2 separate regions of the Zea mays genome follow, and region 2 is linked to region 1. The links are chromatin contacts, called in public Hi-C maps. All regions are on one chromosome and are shown on one strand. Each heading gives the region's core, a stretch centred on a gene start, on an enhancer-like site or on the middle of the called end of the contact. The rest is flanking DNA. Distances are from core to core; before and after follow the strand shown. Region 1 holds the start of LOC103641749 (hapless 8). Region 2 holds the start of LOC100281730.

Region 1 (5,336 bases), core at 2,175-4,674:
CATCAGTATACCTTTTCCAGTTCCATGCTTCGCAACTTTCCTCGAACCAAGGTCATCCCTCAACACCAAAGGTACATCATTACACTTGGACAAAATTCTAATTTTTATGCCGTTAGAATCAACATAGACATCTCCTTCTCTTTCATCATCTCTTCTGTCAAATGATACCATTTCTGGGCTTCGGTTCTCAGTGCAAACCTCTCTGCTCACTGGAGACATAGACAACTCAACTGCCCAATTAGTGCCATTCCTCTGATCAAGATCCTCAAGTGTGCATGGAAGAGCAGTCTTGTATATGTCCACCATCAATCGCTTCTTCCTTGGCTTCACTTTAGGTTTCACAAGGACCGTTTCAACAAGCTCAGTATTAGACTCTGCAGAAAGGCACTGATCTATGTGGGCATTCAATGTGGTGTTTGAAGTCGAAGCAAATACTTTGCAAACAGGACAAGTCTTTGAAGCCATCGGATCTGAAACTGAGCTAGAGTTAGATGCTATATCCTCTGCTCGCCGAATATCCGTCGTGGCACCTAACTTGACTACAAATTTGCACTTCTTTTCAGATGGCTCGCATGATAAGTCAAGATTTCTCAACCGCCGCAAGGGCACATCAACCTCAATTTGCTGACTTGCTTTTGTACAGCTATTATCTTGTAGATCTATTGGTATAACCTCATCAGGATGATCTGATTCATTTGTACTTCCCACTTGGTTGATACCAGATTTCCCATCCTCTGGCGATGTGTATGGCAAAGGTCCAAGTGACTCATCTACTGGTTGGCATGACTGGAAGTTGATATTGCCTGTATACTCGTTTAAGGAACTAGCATCTCTATTCTTCACCAGACCAACACTATTGAGTTCTAAGCAAGCAGCAGATTGCTCAAAGTCAGTGGAAATATTTAATGGCTGTGACCGGATCAAATCGGGAGACTCAAATGGAGGCAATGGATCCTTCACACCGCGCTCTAGGCAAAGCTGCAATGAATGTGGATGGAAAGGCCAGCTTCTCTTGATGCCTTTGCTTCTTGAAGCAAACACATAATCTCTGGAAATAGGGGCAGAAATATGGACCCATTAGCATATGGTAATACGTGCCTAGATGACGAACGCTCAAGAATAGTGTTGCCAAATAGTGTCATTTAAACCCTCCACAATAGGTTGAAAAGAAGAGAGAGAGAAACAACATCAACGTGGACCTACTGAACATGCTGTCAGGATGAAAAACTGAAATCTCCAAAAATATGTGGCCTGCTTGTGTATCGCAGAACCACCACATATGGAAAAGAAAACATTAGTAGGCAGTGGACAAAATTCATCAGAGGAGCATCCTTTTATTTTCAGATTTTGGGGAAGAAAAGAGGCCACTTTTATATTAATCAACAGAAAAGTAAACTATACAAACAACCCCAGACAATAACACGGATTAACCCTGAAAGCAGCCATGCATACCCAATCCGACCCCTCAAAGCAGCAGCCAATAATTAGGGTGTTTGGATCCTCCGGACTAGAGTTTAGTCAAGTTTTGGATGTCAATTAGGACCATGAGCTAATTATAAAACTGATTGTATAAATTATGGCTAATTCGTGACACAAATCTATTAAGCCAAGTTAATCTATGATCAGCCCATGTTTCGCTACAGTAAACATGTTCTAATCATGGATTAATTAGACTCAATAGATTCGTCTACAGAATTAGCCACTACTTATGCAATCAGCTTTATAATTAGGTTCTGTCTAATCCTTCAAATCGACATCCGAAAAACCAAACTAAACTTTAGACGGGGGTATCCAAACACCCCCATAATCGACGCACCATAAAGACAGAGATCCAGCATCAAGAACTTAAACACCAAAAATAATCTATCTCCCAAGGTACTGAATCAAAGGTATATATATCTCTCTTTCACCTTATGGAGAACTTGGGATAAGGTTGGACCAGATCTCTGGGATCCTGGCTCGGCGGCCCCTCGGCCACGGAGGTTGCCGGATCAGTGCTCACACCCGGGCCAGTAGACTTGAAGGAACATGAGGGGCCTGAAGGCTGCTCACTGGATAACATCTGATGAACGCCTTCGCTGCTCGCCCCAGATCTGCTGCTGCTACAGTCGGCACTAAGAACCCAAGAGCTGTGAAGCAATTGGGTCTGCTCTTATCCTTACACTCCAGCATACCAAGTTGGTAAATTCAACAGGTGGAGTGCGAGAAACTTCGCTTCCTTGGCCGCCCACTATCTCAATTCTCATCAGGCACCTGCAGAAAGAAACCAAGGTACATATTATTTCATGTCCACACAACCAAACCAGCTGTTCTTTGGGAATATAATGGCATGATTTTATGCTGATCGATGCAGCAAGAGAGAGATAGATGCAGAGAGGAGAGGACAAGAGCGGAGGGAGCTGCCCTCGAAGTAGCACAAAAGCACATAAAATATCATCCCGGGGCAAGGTGGTGAACGGGCTAGTCTTGGAGCAGATTAAGGGGAAGTCTACACGGATCATGCAACTCTTGCAAAGGATTCGCAGAAAGGGAACAGCAGGAAGAAGACATGAACAGTTGCCAAGCACTGGAGGGTAGCTTGTATGGTAGTGCTTTCTTGATGGGGAAATAAATAGCAAAAGAAGAAAAGAGTAAAGGGAGCTTATTAACTAGAGATATGGCGAGAAACCAATAAAAAGTAAGGATTTTCTGTTGCTTCATCACTGGCCTAATCGGGGATTTATGTGGCTTGGATATGGACGACGAGGCATGGGAGGACGTACAGGAAGGAGTTCGAGAACGGGGGCCTAATCCGTACCAAATCTGGAAAAGGCAGATGCAGGGATCGGGAAACTTTGCCGGTAGCCAAGAACAACACAAGCAAGCACGAAAAGCAGCGGAGATCTAGCGCTCAGTCACAAGCAGTGAGAGAAGCACGCGAGAAATCCCAACTCCGCCTGAAGAGATCCATTCCGCAGACGCCAATCTTCCAGTTCCAGCGATGAGTCTCGTAAGGGGAAGCGACGCGCAAGAGCAGGGAAAAATCCAACAGAGCGGATTCAAGTCAAGCAAATCGAGAACCGCCTACGAAGTCACCGCACGTACTAACTCGGAGAACTCCGGCAGTTCTCTTACCTTTTCTTCACAGCCGCTCACCGAGCGGCGCCCGCGCGCGCGGGAGTGAGCATCCTGCCTGTAGATCCACGCAGCGAACAGGCGGGGAGGAGGGCGAGGGGCTCGGAGCTCTATGGTGGTGGTGGCTTCGATTTCTGGGGGCTGAAGCAGACGGAGAAGGGAGAAGAGAACAGGAGACGGGGGAGGGGAAGCGAGGCAAGGAAAAAGGGAAGAAATGTTTTTTTTTTGGCTTGCTATGTATTCCACCACCACTTTCTCTCTCTCGGCACCACGCTGTCTGTGTGCGAATAGCCGAATACTCTACTCGCTCGGTGGCAAGATAGATAACGCATTAGACGACGCATTATATTATATTTGATCATTTATTTTAGGGCCTATTTATTTAAGACTATAATCTATCCAAGTTTTAAATAAATTAGATTATATAATCTGATCATATCATATTATAATCCTACACAAACAAACAAACAGACTCTTAATCGGTTTTCTATAAATAATAAAGTAAATAAATCGTTATTAAAATATATCTAATAATAAATAATTAATATTTATATAACAATTTTAAAAAGGATGAACTATGTGTCTAAACGTTATAAAAAATATTGAGACAGAGAGTACTCCGAAATTGCTGCAGAAAAAAAAAAGATTAGAAGAGAGAAGGAAACGCCAACCACTCACACATAAAAGGCATCTGGTTCTCCACCAAGCCAAGCCAAAGGCGGGGCTGGCTAGCTGGCTGTACTCACTCGGTCACGCCTTGTGTTTCCAATTTATTCTGAAATATTTATAATTTATTTTAAAGCAAGTATATTTCTAGATATAAGACGATCTAGCTAGTTTTTTATATTTCTTATTTCTAAAGTGAATGGTTTTTTATAATTCTTTATTGAAACTTTAAAAGTGTATTTATTTTAGAACGGAACGAATACTGTTAGCTGCAGCCGTTCAAGAGGTGTATTTGCTTTTGAAGCGAGGAAAAAGAGGAGGCTCAGACTCATAGAGAGAGAAAGGGGAGCGCTGACGCAAGAAAATATGTGGGTTTTTTGTCGTATTCTACATTAACTATATTTATTTATATTTCGATCGTATTGAGTGCTCTTTCTCTCTCTTACCTTCTCTCTGTTGTCATCGATGGCCTTGTCTATATTTTCCACGCAACAATCGCTCTTCGCGAGGGTATATTTGGCCATTTCGAAAATTCTATTTTAAACCAACCACCACTATTCGATTTTGTTTTTTTACTACGAAATTAAGGGTCAAGATCCTTACAACGGAACTATTGATACTGCATAAATTTGCCATCTATCTGGCTTTAACGGGATTTTACACATTTTAGAAGTAATGAAAAAATGTTTCACTCCTTAAAATTTAATAACTATTTCATTAAACTAAAAAATACTAAACTAATGCCAAAGTTTTATATAAAATATAACACATCTTCTAGTTTTAATATAGAAATATAATGCAACGCTAGGACCTAGTTTTTGCCATCGAAAAAAATACAAGATGGCCTTAGAAATCACAAGTTGATAGTTCAATGCTAAGGACCCATAGTTTTAAAATTATGTAGCAAAAAATAAACTCGAACCAAAACTTCTCTTTTACTTTTAATACACTAAAGTGGTTGCTATTTATAATTGTGTAATCACTCCTCATGTTTATGGTTTTATAATGGACATAACTCTTTGTATAGACATTGAGGTACAGAGACACTTAGATGGAAGAGACCCGCTAATATGTCCATAATACCCACAACAATATGACATCAAGCTATTCCTCACTAAAGGACAAAACCTTATGCACTCCATGTAGGATTTGCAACTTGTACTTTTCTAGACAGTCCCTAAGGATCAGACCCATATCCAGAAAATATATTATAGAAAAGAGTTACATCCATGTTTACGATCGAAACCTCAGATGAAGCAAAATAATTTGAGTTCGTGTTTCCTAGTTAAATCCCTGTATAGTAATTGTTGTAGACTAGGCCGAGATAAAAAAAGTTCTGTTATAAGGATAGTTCTTTGACTCCTCATGAAGAATTCCCTCACTAGGAAACAATGATGGGCAAAAATTACCCCCATAAAGAACTAAATAGGGATAAAATTTGACTTGTTGGGCCTAAGAGGGTCAGGGACGGGGAGCACTACTCGTACCCATCCCTGTAGAGCCCATTTTGGTTAGTTCATCATGAACGCATTTGGTTGTCCAACTATTATAGAAAT
Region 2 (5,231 bases), core at 24-2,523, 410 kb after region 1:
GACTAAGAAGATATTATTACAAGGTAATGTATGAAAATGCATGGACGGGTATTTTATTACAAGGTAATGTATGAAAATGCATGGACGGGAAACAATGCGTATGAAAGATGATTTATAGGGACTGTGAAGAGGGGAATGAGCGATTTCCAACATTGTGTAATGTGATCAACACTGTTAATCTAGACATGAATTTTGAGTACATCCCCAAGCTAGATGAATAGTCAGGATGGGAGGAAGATATTCTTCTGTGCTTTTCCTAATGCATCAAGGCCTTCAAACATTGTCGTCCCATTTTCTCCATTAACATTATGTTTCTTCTTGACAAATACGAGGGCACACTTTTGATAGTCATAGACAATGCATTGGTTTTTAGAAAAATTTTCTGGTATGACAACAGATTTTATACTTATTATAGAGAACCAAACTTAACACCTCCAAACGAATTTGGATACAAGCGACAAAATGCAAACTAAGTACTAGCAAATTATTATCTAACTAAATGACATCTAACTAAAATTTACCTAATCAACCAACAAAACTATACCTACCTAACTAGCAACTACCTACATTACAAACTAAGTTACTAAATAATAGCTACTTAAGTAGCTAATTACTATTAACTAGGTAACTACTTGACTAATGACTATCTAACTAACCATACTAACTAGCTCTGTATTAACTAATTAACTAAATTTCAAACTATATTACTAATTAATAGGCGTACTACTGAGGGGGTGTTTGGTTTCTAGGGACTAATATTTAGTCCCTACATTTTATTCCATTTTAGTTCTAAAATTACCAAATATAGAAACTAAAACTTTATTTTAATTTCTATATTTAACAATTTATAAACTAAAAATGAATAAAATGAAGAGACTAAACATTAGTCCCTATAAACCAAACACCCCTTGAGTCGTGACTCGTGACTCCGTTGACATATCCTTCACCCTTCAGCACCCTGCCCTGACTGACTCACGCCTTCCGCCTTCAGCACTCTGCAGCCACGTCCGCGTCCGGATTGGATACTACCTGAACGTCACGTCGCCTCCAACACGCAGGACGAAGGCGCCACTCCAAGTCCAAAAAGTGACGGTGTCAGCATCGCAAAGTCCAAACGAAAAGGCGAGAGGTCGCCGGCACAATGTGCTGCCATCCTGCAGGCGATATGTTTACTCCACCGCTAGTACTTTTTACTACCCGTGGCCCCGTGACGAGGATTATGGACGAGCCGATGGTGACGAGCTCTGAATGGTTTCTTTCCAATTTGTTAATCGAAAGCGAACGACGAGTGAGCGAAGAGCCGAAGACTGCGTTCTTGTTGTCCTGCACTCCTGCGCAGTCGACGGCAGCTCGCTCGCTAAGTCGCTAGTAAGTTGACGCCGCCGACACTCGGCTCCACTTCCACTGGTCTACACTCCACTCACCAGCTCCCATCCGTCGTCCATGGCCGCCGCCACCTGCCTCCCTCTCTTCGTCCTCGTTTCAGTACTGATGGCCGCCTCGACCTCGCCGTCTTCGGCGGCAGAGACGCCGCAGGAGCTGCTGCTCGACTTCAAGGCGTCCCTGCAGGACCCGTCGGGCGCTCTCTCCGCCTGGTCGAGCTCCACGCCCTACTGCAACTGGCCGCACGTCGCCTGCGCCATCAGCGCCGCCGCGAACGCGACCGTCTCGGTCTCCATCTCGCTCCAGGGCCTCGGCCTCTCGGGCGACCTCGCCGCCTCCTCCCTCTGCCGCGTGCGGGGCCTGATCGCGCTGAGCCTCGCGTCCAACGGCTTCAACCAGACCATCCCGCTGGAGCTGTCGCGCTGCGCCTCGCTCGCGTCGCTCAACCTCAGCGCCGGCGCCTTCTGGGGCCCGCTCCCCGAGCAGCTGGCCATGCTCACCTCGCTCGTGTCGCTCGACCTCAGCCGCAACAGCTTCGAGGGCCAGGTGCCCGCCGGCCTCGCCGCGCTCGGCGGCCTCCAGGTGCTCGACCTCGGGGAGAACCTGCTCTCCGGCGTGCTCCACCCGGCGCTGTTCGGCAACCTCACCAGCCTGCACCTCCTGGACCTGTCCAGGAACCAGTTCCTCGACTCCGAGCTGCCGCGGGAGCTCGGCAGGATGAGCAGCCTCAGGTGGCTGTTCCTGCAGGGCTCGGGGTTCAGCGGCGTCATCCCGGAATCCTTCCTCGGGCTGGAGCAGCTGGAGGCTCTTGACCTGTCCATGAACAACCTGGCCGGCGTCGTGCCTCCCGGGTTCGGCCTCAGGTTGCAGAAGCTGATGACTCTGGATTTGTCACAGAACGGCCTCTCCGGGCAGTTGCCGGAGGAGATCGCTAGCTGCTCGATGCTTCGGAGGTTCGAGGTCCACGACAACGCCTTCAGCGGGGAGCTGCCTGCCGGGCTCTGGTCGCTGCCGGACCTACGCGTCATCCGGGCCCAGAACAACCGGTTCACCGGACGCCTGCGCGAGTTCCCGGGCGGCCAGTCTCGGCTCGAGCAGGTTCAGATTGACAACAACAGCTTCTCCGGCGGGATACCTCAGAGCATCGGCCTGGTCCGCACCATGTACCGTTTCTCCGCCTCCCTCAACGAGCTCAACGGCAGCTTGCCGGACAACCTCTGCGACTCTCCCGCGATGAGCATCATCAACATCTCCCGCAACGCGCTCTCCGGCACGATCCCGGCGTTCAAGAACTGCAGGAGGCTGGTGTCGCTGTACCTGGCCGGCAACGGCTTCACCGGGCCTATACCGGCGTCCCTCGGAGACTTACAGGTGCTGACGTACATCGACCTGTCCAGCAACGCCCTCACCGGCGGCATTCCGACGGAGCTCCAGAACCTGAAGCTCGCCCTGCTGAATGTCTCGTACAACCAGCTCTCCGGCCGCGTGCCGCCATCTCTGATCACCGAGCTTCCCGCCGTGTTCCTCCAGGGCAACCCGGGGCTGTGCGGCCCGGGGTTGCCGAAAGACTGCGACGCCGACGCGCCATCGCGGAGGCGTCAGGGACTCGCGGTGGCCGCAACCGTGGCGTCGTTTCTCACCGGCGTGGCGCTGCTCGCTGTCGGGGCATTCGCGGTCTGCAAGAGGTTACGCGGCAGCGAGTCCTCCTCCTCCTCCTCCCCGTGGAAGCTCGTGCTCTTTCACCCTGTCAGAATCACCGGAGAGGAGCTGCTCGCTGGATTCCACGACAAGAATATCATCGGCAGAGGTGCCTTTGGAAGAGTTTACCTGATCGAGCTCCAAGACGGGCAAAAGGTTGCGGTGAAGAGGCTGGTGAACTCGTCAGGCAAGCTAACATTCAGAGTAGCCAAGAACGAGATGGAAGCACTGGCGAAAATCCGGCACAAGAACATCGCCAAGGTGCTGGGATTCTTCTACTCCGGGTCCGACGGCGAGGTCAGCATCATATATGACCACTCGCAGTCGCAGGTAGGAAGCTTGCAGGATCTCATCTGCGCGCCGAAACTCACAATCTGCTGGAAGGACCGGGTGAGGATCGCTCTGGGAGTAGCTCAAGGGCTGGCACACCTTCACCATGACCATGCTCCTCAAGTGCTGCATAGAGACCTCAAGTCGAGCAATGTGCTGCTACTCGGTGATGAACTCGAGCCCAGGGTCACCGGGTTTGGGATTGATCGTGTTGTCGGGGAGATGGCGTACCAGTCTTGCATGTCTTCGGACCTGAATTACAAGTGCTATGTTGCACCAGGTATGTTGTTGTTTTTTTTTCAGTTCAGTTGATGCACTCAAATTGCAATGATTCTCGCACGTGCAGTTCCATTTGCTAGAAACATTTGCGCACTAGACGTCCTCTATAATGTGTTTTCACCTCAACATTTTGGCTTTGACTGAATGGATGTATAAACAAGAAAGAAGACCAGTAGTAAACAGATTTCACTGAAGTTGTTCTGCTCCTCTCTTTTCTGAAACCAGAGCAAAGCTGCACCAAGAAACCAACGCACCTCATGGACGTCTACAGCTTCGGGGTCATCCTACTGGAACTGGTCACCGCAGCACAGCGGCCGGCGTCCGACGGCGAGTCCGTCGACGTCGTCAAGTGGGTGCGGCGGCGGGCCAACGTGACCGACGGAGTGTCGCAGATACTTGACCCCAGCATCGCCAGCGCGGCGACGCAGAAGGGGATGCAGGCCACCCTCGAGCTCGCCCTGCGCTGCACGTCAGTGGTGCCCGATCGGAGACCGGCCATGGATGAGGTTGCCCGGTCGCTGCAGGCAATCAGTTTCGCTAGTGTTCATCCGCAGACGCCGATGCTCACTAAATCGCCCGGGACTCTGGAACCATGAATGGCACTGGTGTGGTGTGGTGGCGGCGTAGCGTAAGGGTTCACAGTATCCATTACCGCGTAGGCGCATAGCCCTTCCTTCTTGTAGTTGTACATACATGGTAATAATAAAGAGAAATAAATGGTCAGCGTGGATTAGAAGCTTATTCTGCAACGAAAGGTTTAGAGTGTTTTCATATTTGCAGAAATCTGGTTGAGGATCTGATTATTTTCCTTCCGTAGACCTTTGATTGTCTTAGGAATCCTCTGGGATAAAAACTTATGGAGATGCTCTTTGTTCTATAGATTGCAGCAATCTGGTTTAGAGTGTTTCCATATTTGTGCAACACCAACAACGTAGCTATAATTCCTAGCTAATTTTAGAGTTTTGGAGATGGCTTTATAAAATATAGAGCTTCCTGAAGGATGGGTAACCAACAGACTCTCTAAATTTAAACTCGGTGGTAAGCTGGTAACTGATCCTGCAACGAACCTAACCCCTGGAAGCTGATCCTACAACGAACCCAGCTTTCTGAATACGATCCACTGCTAATTCAATGTTTGGATATAAAATCCTATTTCAGCTGAAGTTTTTTTTGTTTTAAAAAAATCTCCAACTCCTACAGAAAAGCATCGGCATAACATCCTTTTCCCAGAAATTGCAGACATCTGCATTCACTGACACAAGGTTCTCATTTTGTTCTAGTTGTTCAATAACAGCTTTGACAGCTTTAACAACTTTTGCAGACATATGCATGAATTGGATCTACTACGTTTTGAAATCCAAAGGATTGCCTCCCTGCAACAATAAAAAAACAAAGAAGTAAAAATGTTCAGAGCAAGGTACAGTTCAATCTTTGCAACTTTAGAAATGAGATGGCAGTGAGGAATAAGAGCATATAAGTGCAGTGGGCCACATATGCACTTCAACCATGCAAGCAGAGAGATTTGTCTGGCAAAAAATCCA

Evidence for each region. Hi-C and Micro-C count contacts between places; a contact is called where the count stands out from the background.
Region 2: a contact with region 1 is called in a Hi-C map of tassel, with 3 times the contacts expected there. The contact joins the promoter of LOC100281730 here to the promoter of LOC103641749 in region 1. A contact is called at or near these places in 3 of 25 Hi-C or Micro-C datasets (ear, leaf and tassel).

Annotation. Positions count from the first base shown.
Region 1 is chr10:127,086,530-127,091,865 of Zm-B73-REFERENCE-NAM-5.0, forward strand. It overlaps LOC103641749 (hapless 8), which reads right to left and starts at 3,425. Exons shown (of 4, transcript XM_008665080.3): 1 at 3,115-3,425; 2 at 1,911-2,253; 3 at 1-1,048. The coding sequence starts at 2,062.
Region 2 is chr10:127,495,328-127,500,558 of Zm-B73-REFERENCE-NAM-5.0, forward strand. LOC100281730 reads left to right here and starts at 1,274. Exons shown (of 2, transcript NM_001154650.2): 1 at 1,274-3,691; 2 at 3,916-4,621. The coding sequence starts at 1,444. The coding sequence ends at 4,286.